2 separate regions of the Ovis aries genome follow, and region 2 is linked to region 1. The links are chromatin contacts, called in public Hi-C maps. All regions are on one chromosome and are shown on one strand. Each heading gives the region's core, a stretch centred on a gene start, on an enhancer-like site or on the middle of the called end of the contact. The rest is flanking DNA. Distances are from core to core; before and after follow the strand shown. Region 1 has its middle 51 kb from the start of TRNAG-CCC. Region 2 has its middle 160 kb from the start of FGGY.

Region 1 (3,005 bases), core at 255-2,754:
TGTATTATTTTACCCAACGGATCTAAAAATATCATATTTATGGAACCAATAAACAAATGATGAATGATTTTTTTTTTCCTTTTTAAATTGTCCTTAAAGTCCAGAGTAGCCACATTTCAAGTGCTCCTTGGCTACCTTTAGCCAGTGGCTACCACACTGGAGAGCACAAGGTTAGACGATTCTTCTTTGGGCAGAGCCAAGCTCTTCCTGCCTGTGCCCCCATGCTCCTTGGGTTCAAGGGCACCATCATCACAGCCACCAGCCCTGAGAATGAGTTCTCTTTGGCCACGTCCTTGCACGTCACGCTCCCCTGATGGAGTTCACCCTCAGTCGGGGATCTGCTGAGTTCTGGGTCTGCCTTGGAAAGGACTTCCCAACACTAACTGAATGTGTTAGTCACTCAGTTGTGTCCAACTCTGCGAGTCCATGGACTAGCCTGCCAGGCTCCTCTGTCCGTGGGATTCTCCAGGCAAGAATACTGGAGTGGGTAACCATTCCCTTCTCCAAGGGATCTTCCCAACCCAGGGATCGAACTCAGGTCTCCTGTACTACAGGCAGATTCTTTATTGTCTGAGCCACCAGGGAAGCCTCCCAACACTAAAATGTCATATAAATGCAAGGCCTCTTTCTCCTAATTCCTACTGGGTCAGACTTTCAGTCACCCAGGGTTTTAGGGGTCTCACACCCTGTTATTTTACATTAAACCTACAGGCAGCTGTTAATGCAATGCCAGACCTAGGATGATTCCTTTCTGCTCCCTGGGTCTCAGGTTTCCCATATATCAAATATAAATTTGAGTTTTCTATGATTCTGTCCCTTCCTACCTCTTTTTATCTGCTACCACTCTTTCAGTCTTCTGACTCAGTTTCCCTTTAAACTACATTTCAGTTAGAATTCAGGCATAGTTATAGCCTTCCATATGCCATAATAATGAGCATTTTCCCAGAGTTTGCCACATGTCAAGCATGGTGTGCTACGAGACTTATATATAGCATCTCATTTAGTCCTTTCCACACCCTAGTGAAGTAAACACTATTGTATATTCCCTTTTCTAAATGTGGAAACTGAGGCATCGAGTGGCTGAGTCACAGGTCACACCCCTAATAAGGGAACAGCTGGAGCTTCCCGCCCAGCCCCTTCTCCCGGCTCCCTGGTCCTTGGCTGTGAATGCACTTCTAGGCCTCTGGCCTGAGCTGGGCCCGGGCCTCCAGTAACTAACAAGGGAACCGGTGAAGCTGCTTCTTGCCTTTTGTCGTAGTTGTTGTTGTTGCTAAAACCCGCAGTGTCCTCTTTCTGTTTTGCAGAGGAAGGAATTATTGTTATACTCTCCTCGCTAAGGAAATCCTATTCTTTACAAGTGAACTTTCCTCCCATCCCCTTGACCTTTCAGGGAACGGGCTGAGGCCCTTGAAGGTGCTGGAGGAGACCCAAGGAGCTCAGGGTGCCTGTCTAGGGCAAGAGTATTTTTAGAGTTGGCTGCACTGTTTACAAGGAAGCCAGTCCCCAGAGCCTTCCCTCTCTCTAAGGCGGGTGTGGGGAGTCCTGGCCGCCGGCCCCACCTGCCGCCGGCTCTAGCCCTTCCTTTCCCCTCCTGGCTGCCCCGCTCCCGTCCTCTCGGTCACAGGTGGGTTCCCCCGGCCTGTGGGTGCACTGCCTTTACTGCCCTGGGAGTTGGTGGAGCAGAGCTGCAGCCCATGGTGTTGAACCCCTCCCGCACTGGAGAAACCAAGAAGCTGGATCAATTGGGAAGATGGGGCTGGCAGCTGGTGATGGGCCCTACAAATGGACATTGCTCTTCTGGAATAATGGTTTCTGAGCCTTGCTGTCCTGGACCTGAGAACTTCTAAGAAGTTGTGTGTAGCAGATAAAGAGGCCACGGAGTATGACTCCAGCTGTTACCATGTACTCGAGGGTCTCTGAACTGTGACATGTCACTCCCGTCTCAGCCCCTCTTTCTGCAGCTACAGTGTGGAGGGCTCAGATAGTGGGGCTCCCCAGTCACTGACTGAATGTCTGAGCTTCCTCCGTGACTAGCAGAGGATACCTAGGCCCCCTCAGGCGATACTGGTGGTATTAAATGAGTAGGGTGGACACTGTGGGTATGTACTAAGACCATTGGTAATAATTCCATACCTCCAGCTCTTTAACACAGTGTCCAGCACAAAGTCAGGTCTTCACCAAGCATGCTTTCCTTTATTCTTATAGTTCATGGTTCTTTCACCTCAAGTCTATATAAACCTCCCCTCTAGCTATGCTTTCTTTGAAATTAAGTGTTTATTCCTTCTCACCCAGCCATGTGCCCCTGTCCCTCTATGGCTCAAGAGTCTCACTGCAGATATTGGAAGTGCTTTCTCCGAGTCACAGTCCTGCAGCTTCCCAGACAGGCTGTACATTTGTATCCCATCCACACTGGCTCTTCAGACGCATCGTCATCCAGACCCAGTGCAGCTGGACCTGACCCAGGCAAGCCGGTCTTCCCAGGATCTGATCCCAAGCTGGCAGAGCTGGTGGGAAGCTGGCCTCAAACAGCCCAGCCCTCACCCAAGCTTCCCTGAGACGTGGGTGCGAAGATGACAAGGCCTCTAGGTTCCTCAGAAGTGCCAACCTCCTCTGTCCCTTGGGCAGGCTGGACTTCTCCTCTAGGAGCTGAAAGAGGTTCAGGGATTGTTCAGAGCAGGATAAACTCCCACCATGCTTCCTTCTCCTCCCTCCTCTATCCTCCTCTGCCCCTTCTGTTTCCCACTTCCGCTCCCAGCCCTTTTCCTTCCTCCTCCTCTTCCTCCCCACAGCTGTACTTTTGACCAAGTGTTGGCCCACTATCTTCCTGAGCAGGGAAGTCCCAGCAGAGGGAAGAGCAGTTGACTTCTCTCTGCAGCATCCTCCTTTTCCAGACCTTCCACAGAGACATGCTGGTGGTCTCTGATGCTCCAGGCACTGGCTTACCACTTAGCGGCATGGCCAGCTGGGAACACCACAGGCTAGTTAGCCCAGTGAGCTGGGGCCGG
Region 2 (3,005 bases), core at 263-2,762, 260 kb before region 1:
TGGCTTTCTAAACAGATCGTATTCGACCTCTGGCCTTCTCCTTGCTGAGTTACAAGGCCTAAAGTTTTTACCAACTTCTCCGTATTCTTAACTTAGCTCTTTACACTCTGTGCTATTCCACCGATGCTCTGGCCAGCTCTATACCTCCCCCAACTCGTGTTCTCCTGCGCTGTTTTTCTGCCCCCAGAACCCTCAGATTCCCCAGTGAACTCCTCTTCAGCCACTCAACAGGGAGCCAGTCGTTGCCCTGAAGCCCTAAATCTGGGTAGGTGGTCTTCTCTGTGCTCCACAGGACCTGCAGGCTTCTTCACTTTGTATCATAATTTTCTGGTCCATTTTCTGTCTCTCCCACCAGCTGTAAGCAAGCTCCGGGCAGGCTACATCTGTGATTGCTTGTTTATCATATTCTCAGCGTCCAGCCTACAAAACCTAAGACCCTCACTCGTAAGAGGTGCTTAATGAACACATTTGCATTCCTTCGAGCAGGGCTCTACAAGGTCAGATTCCTTGCCCCCACGCTTGAGAGCCCTCTCTGCAGAGGCTCCCAATGTGGAAACCATTAGCGCGCCCTCCCCCTGCCCTTAACTGAATTTGCTCGGCAGAGGCAGGAGCTTTTGGAAGCACCTGAATCCGATTATAGAGCTTGGAAGCAAAGCCAGGCATAATTGGGCGGCCTCACCCACCCCACCCCACCCCCCTTTTTTAGCCAGATGACCAGCATCCTGCCCCCGCAGGCAGCCCTCCTGTTCTCTGCCAGCCTGTGCTGGCCGTGACAGCTCAGCCACCACTGAATGGGCAGCTGCAGCCACATTTAGAGAGGATGAGGCAGAGACACTCACTTCAACTCTGACATTCAGTCCGTCTCTTGTGACTCAGGTTGCCCCTAGGGCTGCAGGATGCGAGCAGGGCTAGCCCTTTCATTAGATATCTGTGACATGCGAAAAGGTCAGACAAGTGGACTGTGCTGCTGAGTCACCGAGCGTGAGTGTCCATCCTGGCAACCTGCTCATCGCAAGGGGCACCCGTTTGCCCTTTGAAGGTGGTTTGATTCCTGGGATAGATTCAATGCAGGGCATGCGGGGGAAGATGGACCTTGTCTGTTTCTGTAAAAGGAGCCGATGTAACATGGTTGGGAGGAGAGCTGTCTTTGGAGTCAGACGCACCTGCTTTGGAGTCTCAACTCTACAGCACTGGCTGCGGTCCCAGAAGCAAGTTCTTAGCTTCCCTGACTCTCAGGCTTTCGTTTATATGGTGTATGCGTGCTAAGTCACGCATACTAAGTCGCTTCAGTCGTGTCTGACTCTTTGAAGTCCTAAGGACTGTAGCCCGCCAGGCTCCTCTGTCCATGGGCTTCTCCAGGCAAGAATACTGGAGTGGCTTACCATGCCTTTCTTCAGGGGGTCTTCCTGACCCGGGGATCAAATCCTCCACTCTATGTCTCCTGCATTGGCAGGTGGGTCTTTACCATTAGTGCCACCTGGGAAGGAGGCCATCCTATACCTAAGGCACAGAGCTCCTGTGAGAATAAATGAGGTTAAAGGATGTCAGAAGCTTAGCAGAGAGCTTGGCGAACAGCAAATGGTCTGTAAATGGTAGGTATTATTATTTGGACATGCTGAGCGGGTACTTGATCCCCAGGGAACACAGTGTCTCCTCATAGTCACCAGGGTCTTGGCCCCCACCTTCCACATCCATAGTCACATAGTTCTGGCTTGGGGCAATTTAGTTAAAATGGGGATGAACCAGGAAGAAATGAAAAGGAAGTAAAAGGCTAGTGACATTTTAAAAATTTTACTATCTCACATGGACAAATTGTTTCCTCATGGTTGTGCTGGTCTCGGTGGAAACCAGATGCGTAGGTAGACACAGGGCCACACACAGGCAGCCGGGCAAGCAGGCTCTTACCGTGTCTGCCTTGCTGTCCTGGACAGCTGGTGAAAGCTGACCTCTGAAATGCACACTCCTTTACCATTCACTGAATTCCCAGCCACAGAGGTTGTGCCCTTTGGCTCTTGGCTCAGTATCCTCCCTCCATCCAATGCTCTACTCCTCCAAATAGAGGGAAAACATCAAAGAACTCTTCGGACATCGCGGAGAAGACCAAATTTGCTCAGCGTCATTTGGCAAGCTGTTAACCTCCCTGGTAACCTAGCTATCTTTAGCCTCCTCGATGCTATTTTGAAATGTCAAACTAGCAAATACTGCTTCCAGAATGGTTCTGATCTGGGATGTGACAGGATGCTTGGGGGAAGGGAGACGAGTGGGAGGTGGGGATGGGAAGAGGGGGAGAAAATGCACTAACTTTACAACTGCCAAGTCTCTCCCTTCTACTGGCTCAGCCAGCTCCTCCAGAAAGCCAGCACACTTAAGGGGCAATGGGGGCATTGAGTCCCACCTGGACCTAACCTCGAGGGATATCTGCTTATCTGACTCTGGAGCCAGACCTGGATGTCCCATTAGCCAAAAGAGCAAACTGACTCTCGTGTACCCAGAACAGTCTAAAAATATTCATTCATTCACTCACTTATTCATTCATTCATTCAGCAGGTATTTACTGAGTAGTAACTGTGTGCCAGGCATGGTACTAGGCACTGGGAACACAAAGATAGCTTGCAAAGATTGATACCCATTGGAATCACCTGGGCAATTGATTAAACTAGAGCCCCTCTTACAAGAGTCAGTGCAGCAGGTTTGATGCAGATCTGGGAGTCTGCATTTTGAACGAGCACCCAGGCATTCTGCTGCACATAGCCCAGGGTATGAGAAGCCCTGGTCTAGCTTGTAGCAACATCTGTTTTCTAAACAGCTCCCCAGTACCAAAAGCTAGGAGCAATGAAATACATGTTACAGCCTCAGACCTTGAAGAACTCGCCATTCACAGACTCCAGAAAGAGACAGATGTCATTTCAGGGTGCTACGTGCTCTGAAAGCAGAGGTACAAAGTGCAGTTAGGCCTCATCAAGGAGGTAACCTGCTCTTAGGAACTTGGGGGCTCTATAAAGGCG

What was found. A called contact is a pair of places that touch in the nucleus more often than the background predicts.
Region 2: a Hi-C map of muscle shows a contact between it and region 1, with 8 times the contacts expected there. The contact joins two enhancer-like sites. A contact is called at or near these places in 2 of 16 Hi-C or Micro-C datasets (liver and muscle).

The regions. Positions count from the first base shown.
Region 1 is chr1:33,628,985-33,631,989 of ARS-UI_Ramb_v3.0, reverse strand. No RefSeq gene overlaps it. Among named protein-coding and RNA genes, the nearest start is that of TRNAG-CCC, 51 kb to the right of the region's middle. Within about 2 kb of position 1,504, at least 8 of the 54 cell types and tissues checked have an H3K27ac peak or open chromatin away from gene starts, as enhancers often do. A contact at or near this core is called in muscle, where this site is marked.
Region 2 is chr1:33,885,173-33,888,177 of ARS-UI_Ramb_v3.0, reverse strand. No RefSeq gene overlaps it. Among named protein-coding and RNA genes, the nearest start is that of FGGY, 160 kb to the left of the region's middle. Within about 2 kb of position 1,512, at least 4 of the 54 cell types and tissues checked have an H3K27ac peak or open chromatin away from gene starts, as enhancers often do. A contact at or near this core is called in muscle, where this site is marked.